2 separate regions of the Anas platyrhynchos genome follow, and region 1 is linked to region 2. A link is a contact called in public Hi-C data. All regions are on one chromosome and are shown on one strand. Each heading gives the region's core, a stretch centred on a gene start, on an enhancer-like site or on the middle of the called end of the contact. The rest is flanking DNA. Distances are from core to core; before and after follow the strand shown.

Region 1 (3,955 bases), core at 997-3,496, 34 kb after region 2:
TCTAAGATAAGGTGCCAATGCACATAATCCTTTTTTTCTCCAGCACTTCATCCCTATTTCAAAGGATCTTTTTATTTTTAAGCCTTGGCCTTAGGAAACCAAGCCAACGTGGTGACCCTGTGTGATGCCTCCACACAGCCCTACCACTCCCAGTGCGCACACACTGCTCCCAGTCCACTTACTAATTTCAACCAAGTGTTGGCAAAGGCTGACGGTTCCCCACACCCCAGAAAAAGTTTCACTAAACATCTGCGAGCTTTATGCAGAGACAGCAGCTGTACAGAGAAAACACAGCCCTTAAGTACTGTAATGAAGCGAAAGGCAACAGCATACATTCACTTGTTAAGCAAGAGAACATCCAGTGTATCCCTAACAGTGAGGCACTGTAAAGTTCTCAAATTTATAAGCAGAAAGAAAGTAATTCCAAAGGTTAATGCAATAGTTGGAGAGATTTTTTTGTTGAACTAATAATTGGAACTGGTAAAGCGAGCTTCTGTTCCCAGTTCTTCACTCCCCAGTGAACTGATATGCTTAGATGTTTCTTAGTAGGGAAGAGGATTGAAGCGATGCATTAACTGTGCTCTCTCTGAAAAACTAACAGACTTATTTTAATAGCCTATTACTAATTCTTGAAATATTTTAAGCTTTTCTACTTCTGGCAAGGAAAACCAATAGGTAAAGCCGAATTTGACTAGTAATGCTATAGAAACTGCTCATGTAATCCCTGCTTCCCCGAGCAGTGTTTATCATAGTCCAGAATGCACCAGCAAGTGGCTCGCTTCAATTTCTCCTTATCTGTCATGTGTAAATCCCTCAAAGTCCTTGACAGACCAGACTGAATTAGTACATCACTTTGTAAGTAAACCACCTATCAAAAGCATTCAAAAAAGGCAAAACCCAAAGTACCCTATTAAATGTTTTAATCCAAGGGTTCTACCCTCAAAAAAAAAAAAAAAAAAAAAGATCAATACAATGCACACTAGGATATTCAAGAACTTTCCGTGGGAGTGCAGCTGCACTTAGATAGTCATTTTCAACAAAGCAATCTGATCTCGCTCCTTTATTATCTTAGCGTATCAACCAGGAAGTTCAGCTCCAAAGCCAGCCATATCACAGCAAAAACTGTTTACCGTGAGGCTAAAGCCTGAGCCGGTATACCACAGTGCATCAGACATCCTGCAGCTGTCCAAGAAAAAAAAAAAAACTACTTAACTGCTTACAAACTGAATTCTTTTGGTTTGATAGTGAATTTGCCAAGTTATCCTGAGGGCTGAAAGCAAGTCTTCCTTGCATAACTTGAAACTAATACTTATCAATTTCACATGTGTTCTGAACGAAGGGGCTGTCTGCCTGACTGTGCAGCTACTTAAATCATAAGCTCGTTAGTTCTTAGATTTTTTTGTCAAATGTTTTTCTGTTTTGTTTCTCTTTTAAATGAGGAAGACCTCACAGAACTGTGTACCAACCAAAACCCACCCAGTCTCCAAGAACAGCTCTGTTTCTGAGACTCCATGAAAAATTTTTCTTCCCCAAGGCTTCTGGAGTTAAATTGGCCTTGCCTGTGTAAGTAAACATTTCCATACCTAGGTAATGAACCAGACCAGGGCTACGGCCAGATGAAAACCAGTTCAGGAAGAATTGGTAGATGCAGTTCACGACCCAAGTGCACTGGCACACCGCTTAAGAGTTGTCTTGTCAAATTCTTACTTGCAGAACACCCCACTTTAAAGTTCAAGCGCTTACAGTCATGAAAAGCGAGGCAGGGCCACACAACAGCAGAGGCTCACGCAGTGCCGTGCCACTACAAGCTAACGTAAAACTGCAGGAACTTTTTAAAATCGGGTGCCAGATCTTTGCAGAGTTGGGAGAAAGGGGCTGAGAAAGCTCAAAACATCACGGATAAAGCACTTTGCTCAGGAGTTTCGTTTCTAAGCGCACAGAGTGCGCTTTTGGTACTCGGAGGGGCCCGAGTTTACCTCAGAAATCTGCCCCCCCCCCCCGCCGGCCGTTTAACGGTCGCCGCGTAACGGTCGCCCACCTCGTCGAGGAACTTGGTGACGTCGTAGATGCGGTGGTGCAGGATGATCCAGGTGCTCTGGCTGGTGTTGTGCCGCTGCACCTCCTCCAGCCGGTAGTAGCGGCCCCGCCACGCCTCGCCGCCGCTGCCGGCCTCCCCCGAGCCCCCCATGGCCGCCCGCTGCCGCCCAGCCTCGGCGCCGCGCACACGGCCCCCGGGGCGCCCCGCAGCACGCCTAGAGCCCGGCCGCCGCCCCGCCCGCTGCCCCGCCTTCTCGACCCGCTCATTGGTCTACAGGCACGTCTATCAAGCAGGGCGGCGGGACGCCGCGCCAGGATTGGAGGACGCCGGGGGAGGGGCGGGGCTTAGCGAGGCGGCCGCGGGGCGGGCTCACAGGCTACTCCGACCCCGCCGCCGGGAGCGGGCGGAGCCGTCCCCTCCGCGCCACGTGACCCGGTCGGTCACGTGCGTCGCAGCGGCCGGTGCCCGCCCCGGCCCCTCGCGCGCCCCGCCTCAGGCGGCGCCATCTTGCTGCCCGCCCGGCGCTGCTCCCCGCGCGGCGGCGCCGCCCCGTGGTGCTGAGGGGGGGCCGTAAGGAGGGGTGCGGGGCGGTGTGGTGGCAAAACAGAGTAGGGAGATGAAATAAATGTATTGCCTATTGCAAGCTAGAGAAGCGTGAAACAAAAAAATTATAAAAATATCTTCCATGCATCCACTCTTGCACCTCCTCCCCCTGAGCGACACGGGAACAGGGAATGGGGGCTGTGGTCAGTCCCTAACGCTTCGTCTCCACCAGCCCTCGGCCACTCTGCCCCTGCTCCTCTCCATGGGCCGCAGCCTCCTCCAGGCCACATCCACCTGCTCCACCGGGGGCTCCTCCACCCACGGGGGGGCTGCAGCGTGGAGATCTGCTCCGTGGGGGACCCATGGGCTGCAGGGGGACAGCCTGCTCCACCGGGGGCCTCTCCACAGGCCGTGGGGGAGCTGCTGGAGCACCTCCTCCCTTCTTTGCTGGTTTTGGTGTCTGCAGGGTTGTTTCCCTCATATTTTCTCACTCCTCTCTCCCAGTTTTTGTTGTGCAGCATTTTTTTTCACATTTCTTAAACCTGCTCTCACAGAGGCACAAACACTGCTTATCGGCTCACCTCTAGCCAGTGCTGGGTCCCGTTTGGAGCCAGCTGAAACTGGCCCTTACCTAACACGGGGCAGCTTCTGGATTCTTCTCACAGAAGCCACCCCTGCAGCTTCTCGCTACCAATACCTTGCCACATAAACCCACTAAAAGCAGCAGGGCCACCTGGGGAGCCTGGCCCAGCTGACAACCGCAGGTGGCTTCCTCATGGTGCTGCTCGATGCCTGCTGGCCCCCGTTCTGTGGTGCTGAGGGCACAGAGAGCAGTTCCTTCACCTCATGGGAACTCTCTTCATCATGCCTCTGCCTGTTTTCTGCCAGTGTAATTTAAGCTAAAACCTCAGCCCCTTTGCTGTGTTCACAAACGCTTTTGGTGACTTTGTTTTCTTTTCGGCCCAGGGCAGCTCCCTTCACTGTGGTACCACCACTGAGGAAAGTCATTCAGCAGCTTTAGGTCAGCACCAATTTAGTACCAATAGTACCGCAGTTTACACTTTCCAGTATGAATACAGACTTTTTTTTCCTTTAAAGAGTTTGTTTCCAGTGTAACTTAAGTGACATAAAGTTTACAGAATATGACCTCAAGATCCATTTCCTGAAAGTTGATGCTTAGCTAGTGGATTTGCACTTGCTCTGGTGCTGTTGGTTATTTGCATGCAGGACAACGTTGTACTTCCTCGCTGAATACCATACTGATTCTCAGGCCCTCTCTCCAGTTTATTACAGTGAACCAAATGGGAAGAGTAACTGCAGTTCTCCACAGCTTTGTGTCATTTTCGGTTTCAATAAGGAGGCTCTTTATTCAAT
Region 2 (3,897 bases), core at 1,192-3,691:
ACACATGGTCTGATTTTTGGGTGGTCCTGTCTGGAGCCAGGAGTTGGACTCGGTGATCCTTGTGGGTCCCTTCCAGCTCAAGATATTCTGGTTCTGTAAACTGTTTTTTTTTAGAAGTAGTTATTTTCATATGTTACAATCAAACGTTGTTTGATGTCAACACCACCTAGTCACAAATCGTGAATCAAACCTATTGAAAAACATTTATCTTTTCACTTACCTTGTTTATCTATTTACATTTTGAATTAAATTTAAATATGTTCTGATTTTCCTTACACTCAGCGTAATAAAAACTGATAAATCACTTGGCTCCAGAAATAGATTTATGCATATCTCTTCAAAAAGTGTAGTGCTGCTCTAAACCCACAAGAATGAAAATTGACTGTAATTGAAAAGTCTAGAAACAAAAGGGAAAGAGAAGTTCAAATAACCAATTTTAATAGAATTCAAGGAGTAGACTAGAAAATAAAGTAGGAAAAATAGATTAGATACTTTCAGATTTTCATTTTGATATCAGAACTCTTTGTACTCTTGGCTACTCTTGGTAGCCAAGATAAGCTTTATTTATATCTGAAAGTACAATTTAATCGTTTAATCTTCATTGTTTTGGTTCCACTGAGAGTGCTGAATCGCGTGTGTTGGCCATAGAGCACGGCTGTTTCTGAGGCTGCACGGAACAATGAACGCCATGTGGCAATTTCTGAGGAAGTAAAGCCAGGCTTTCTTCTTTCTTATAGAAGTACTGAAAATTCCCAAGCTCACTTCTTCCCTATAAATGGAAAACTCTCTTCTCTTTGGTCATTTCTTTAGAATTCAAGACATGCAGAAGAAGGTTTGAAGTCTACTGACAGCAGGAGGGTTCGTAACAACTGACGGCACGCTGACACCTGCTGCCTCGGATCAGCTGACGCTCCATTTTCTTTGGGATTCATCGCCACATAAAATTTCAGACCTGTGAATTATGTCTTTGCTTTGAAACTGTTTCCTGGCTATCTAATGCTTCACACTACATGGCAGCACTGCAGTGACAGGCACTTTATCCTGAATGAAAAATAGATGAAAGGTAGCTGGAAATGCCTCTGTGGTGGTTGGTTGTTTTTTCATTATTTGTCTGTTTGTTTTTTTTCCTGAACCAGCAATATTTTGTTTCTATTCATAACCTAACTTGTTCAGCTGATCTTCACAGAAAGCAGATAGAGCATTTCATAGTGCCTTTGGCCACATCTTGCATCACTTTTTACATAATTGCAGTTGCAAACCGCAATAGGGAAAACAGCTTCCAAACAAGGCTGACAAGTTTACAAACTTCCCAATGACCAGCAGACTTGGTTAGACTTTTAGAATTTTTCTTTTCATGCTGAATGTCAGCGAACTATGACTCACACCAAACTCACATAGCCCCCAGGAGGCTGTATGAACTCTGGCTACAGCCAAATATCTGTCTTAAGTTTGTGTGTGTGAACAGGAAACAGATTCAAATCTTCATTTGAATTTCAGTAAAACAAATCATTTATAACTGGGATTAACAGCAAAGGGGCTACGGCTGGCAAAGGAATGGGCTATTTAACTGGCTACACCCAAGAGTTTTTGAGAACTTAAGAAATGTCTTTCAAAGTCCACGGGTTGCCGGTAAGTGAATGGCAAAACTCCTGATGGCTTCGCTGCCCCTGACTGATGGGATCTTTCCAGATACGTAACTGCAGGCTTGCCTAGATTTCATTCTGGTGAGTCAGCCTGCAGGCACTAGTCCTAAATAAATAACAAAGGAAAAAAAAAAGAAAAAAAAAAAAAGAATTTAAAATAGCTGCATTAGCATAATTGCAAACATCCTAATTAAAATGTGTTGTATCACACCTTAACCATCATGAGTGTACCTTTGAAAATACAGCAAACATTGAGAGTTAATACTTTCTATTCCTTTTCTGTGTTTCACCAAGAAGCAGAAGTAGTCCATTAGTTCAAAACAAGTACCTTTTTTCTAGCGTAGATGCAAAATATGTTAGCACATCATGGCAAAATGCAAGAGAAAGTGCATGCTCATTTACAAACACTGACACTACCCCTTACTGCACAGCCATCTGATTTCTTTTTCACCATAAGGTTCAATGCTTTATTTACAATTGTGGCAGATGTGTTATGCTTATACTCCAAAGCAGTAGCTGGGAGTACCGTGTCCCTTTATGATTAAACATGTACAAGAATTGCTTTGCTTTGCTACTGGAACATGGGAACGGAGAGCCTGGAAAATCCAAACTGGCGTTTCCCTGAATTGCAGCTGTGTGGAAGGCTGCAACAAGCAACTGCTGAAACCAGCCAGCTCCTTTTCTGTACGCTGAAAAGGGGTTTAAAAGAACAGTGTGGTCAGCACATCTGTGCTGAAGGCACATATCTCTGGAAGGACAGAGACAGCATGCAAAATTGAGGATTTCTTCACTGTACAACACAGTGCTGGGAAAACATCTGGAATGGCCGAGACAGCTAAAGCAGCATGGATGAGTTAGCATCCTGCCAGGCTTGGGCTGGATCACACGCTGGCTCAGGCTTTCATATTTTCTCATCCCATGAAAAAATGCTTTGTACCATATAGCTCAGATAAAAACAAGATCGACTTCATTTTAAGAGGTCATCAGCAGCTGCAGAAAATAGCCAACAGCTTTTCCCCAGCTTGGCCCAAAAGCCTCTGTGGACACAGCATGGCATCTGTCACCTTTGCAGGAGGCAGGGAGGACACCCTGCAACGCTTTCTGGATCCAGACCATTGCCAAGAACTTAAAATCCAAAGACCTCTCACTCTGTTTGCACAACGGAGTGTGTGTTACAGAGAGCTGCTGCACGCACAGGTAAGGTGCAGCATGTCATGAAACAGCAAGCTGTGCTTTTAGACATCAAAAGTCACAGGAGAGAGAGACGGAGTCTTACGAAAGAAATCTGAAGTTAGCACACTCCAGACGCAGAGCCAACACTACCAATATCCAAACAAATGGTGTAGGGAAATAAATGAAACAGGAATTAAGTAGAAAATATTTTGTGATTAAAATATCTGCAGCATGTTTATTAACAACAGCTAGGGACTTTCCAGAAATTTAAAGCAGGAACATCTTTTCCCTGGAGAAACCACTAAATAAGAGCAAATAAACATTAGGGGATTTTTACAGGCAACACACACTAGAAGGTCACGAGAAGATATTTAATTGGAATTTAAAGAAAATTTATTTTTCTTAATAAGTGGGAAAATTCTTAAACAACTTCATACAGCCCAGGTCAGACTGGGTTGCTCAGGGCTTTGTCTACCTCATCCGCTTCTTACAGCAATGGATTTTTTCCCCTTCAAAACAACAGAAAGGGGAAAAAAAAAAATCAAGCAGAAGCCGTATTAATTCAAACCAAAGAGCCACTTTAGGCCAGGAATCTCATCTCTAGTGGTGCTCAGCCAGCTGATGCTCAGCTCACACTGATCACAGCTTATAGCTGGGCTGCTTGTGAGGCTGAACTGGGCTGCTTTGTCATGCTCTCTCCATAAAGAGAGCATGACAAAATCTCTCTTGGCTGTGTCTCTTGGAGGTGATGGGTTGCCCTGGTTCACTCCTAACTCCTGCCAAGGCCTGGGATGGCAGCGAGCTACCTGCAAATAATGGAAGAGAATGAATCCTGAAGAGAAAGAATTGCTGGCCTCTTTTTATACGTGATTGATTAGGTCATTCTGGGCTCAGAAACGTATTATCCCTCCATACCTCACTATGAGAAAGTTAATAGCTCCTTTCTTGTGCTACAAGGGCAACAGTGATAGCTCCTTGCCTGGTGGAGTCTCTCACATTTCTCAGCTTATTTAACAGGAACAAGTTTATACGAGGAGTATTTTGGATCTTAATCTTCAGCTGAATGTCGTGATTAGTTTTG

What was found. A called contact is a pair of places that touch in the nucleus more often than the background predicts.
Region 1: a contact with region 2 is called in a Hi-C map of subcutaneous adipose tissue, with 1.6 times the contacts expected there. The contact joins the promoter of CYB5A here to the enhancer-like site in region 2. A contact is called at or near these places in 3 of 8 Hi-C or Micro-C datasets (liver, skeletal muscle and subcutaneous adipose tissue).

The regions. Positions count from the first base shown.
Region 1 is chr2:60,791,101-60,795,055 of IASCAAS_PekinDuck_T2T, forward strand. CYB5A (cytochrome b5 type A) reads right to left here and starts at 2,247. Exons shown (of 5, transcript XM_027451901.3): 1 at 2,039-2,247. The coding sequence starts at 2,188. C2H18orf63 (chromosome 2 C18orf63 homolog) reads left to right here and starts at 2,587. Exons shown (of 16, transcript XM_072034823.1): 1 at 2,587-3,602.
Region 2 is chr2:60,757,315-60,761,211 of IASCAAS_PekinDuck_T2T, forward strand. LOC110353546 (a long non-coding RNA gene) reads right to left here. Exons shown (of 3, transcript XR_005263518.2): 3 at 217-1,749. Among named protein-coding and RNA genes, the nearest start is that of FBXO15, 22 kb to the left of the region's middle. Within about 2 kb of position 2,442, at least 1 of the 8 cell types and tissues checked has an H3K27ac peak or open chromatin away from gene starts, as enhancers often do. A contact at or near this core is called in subcutaneous adipose tissue, where this site is marked.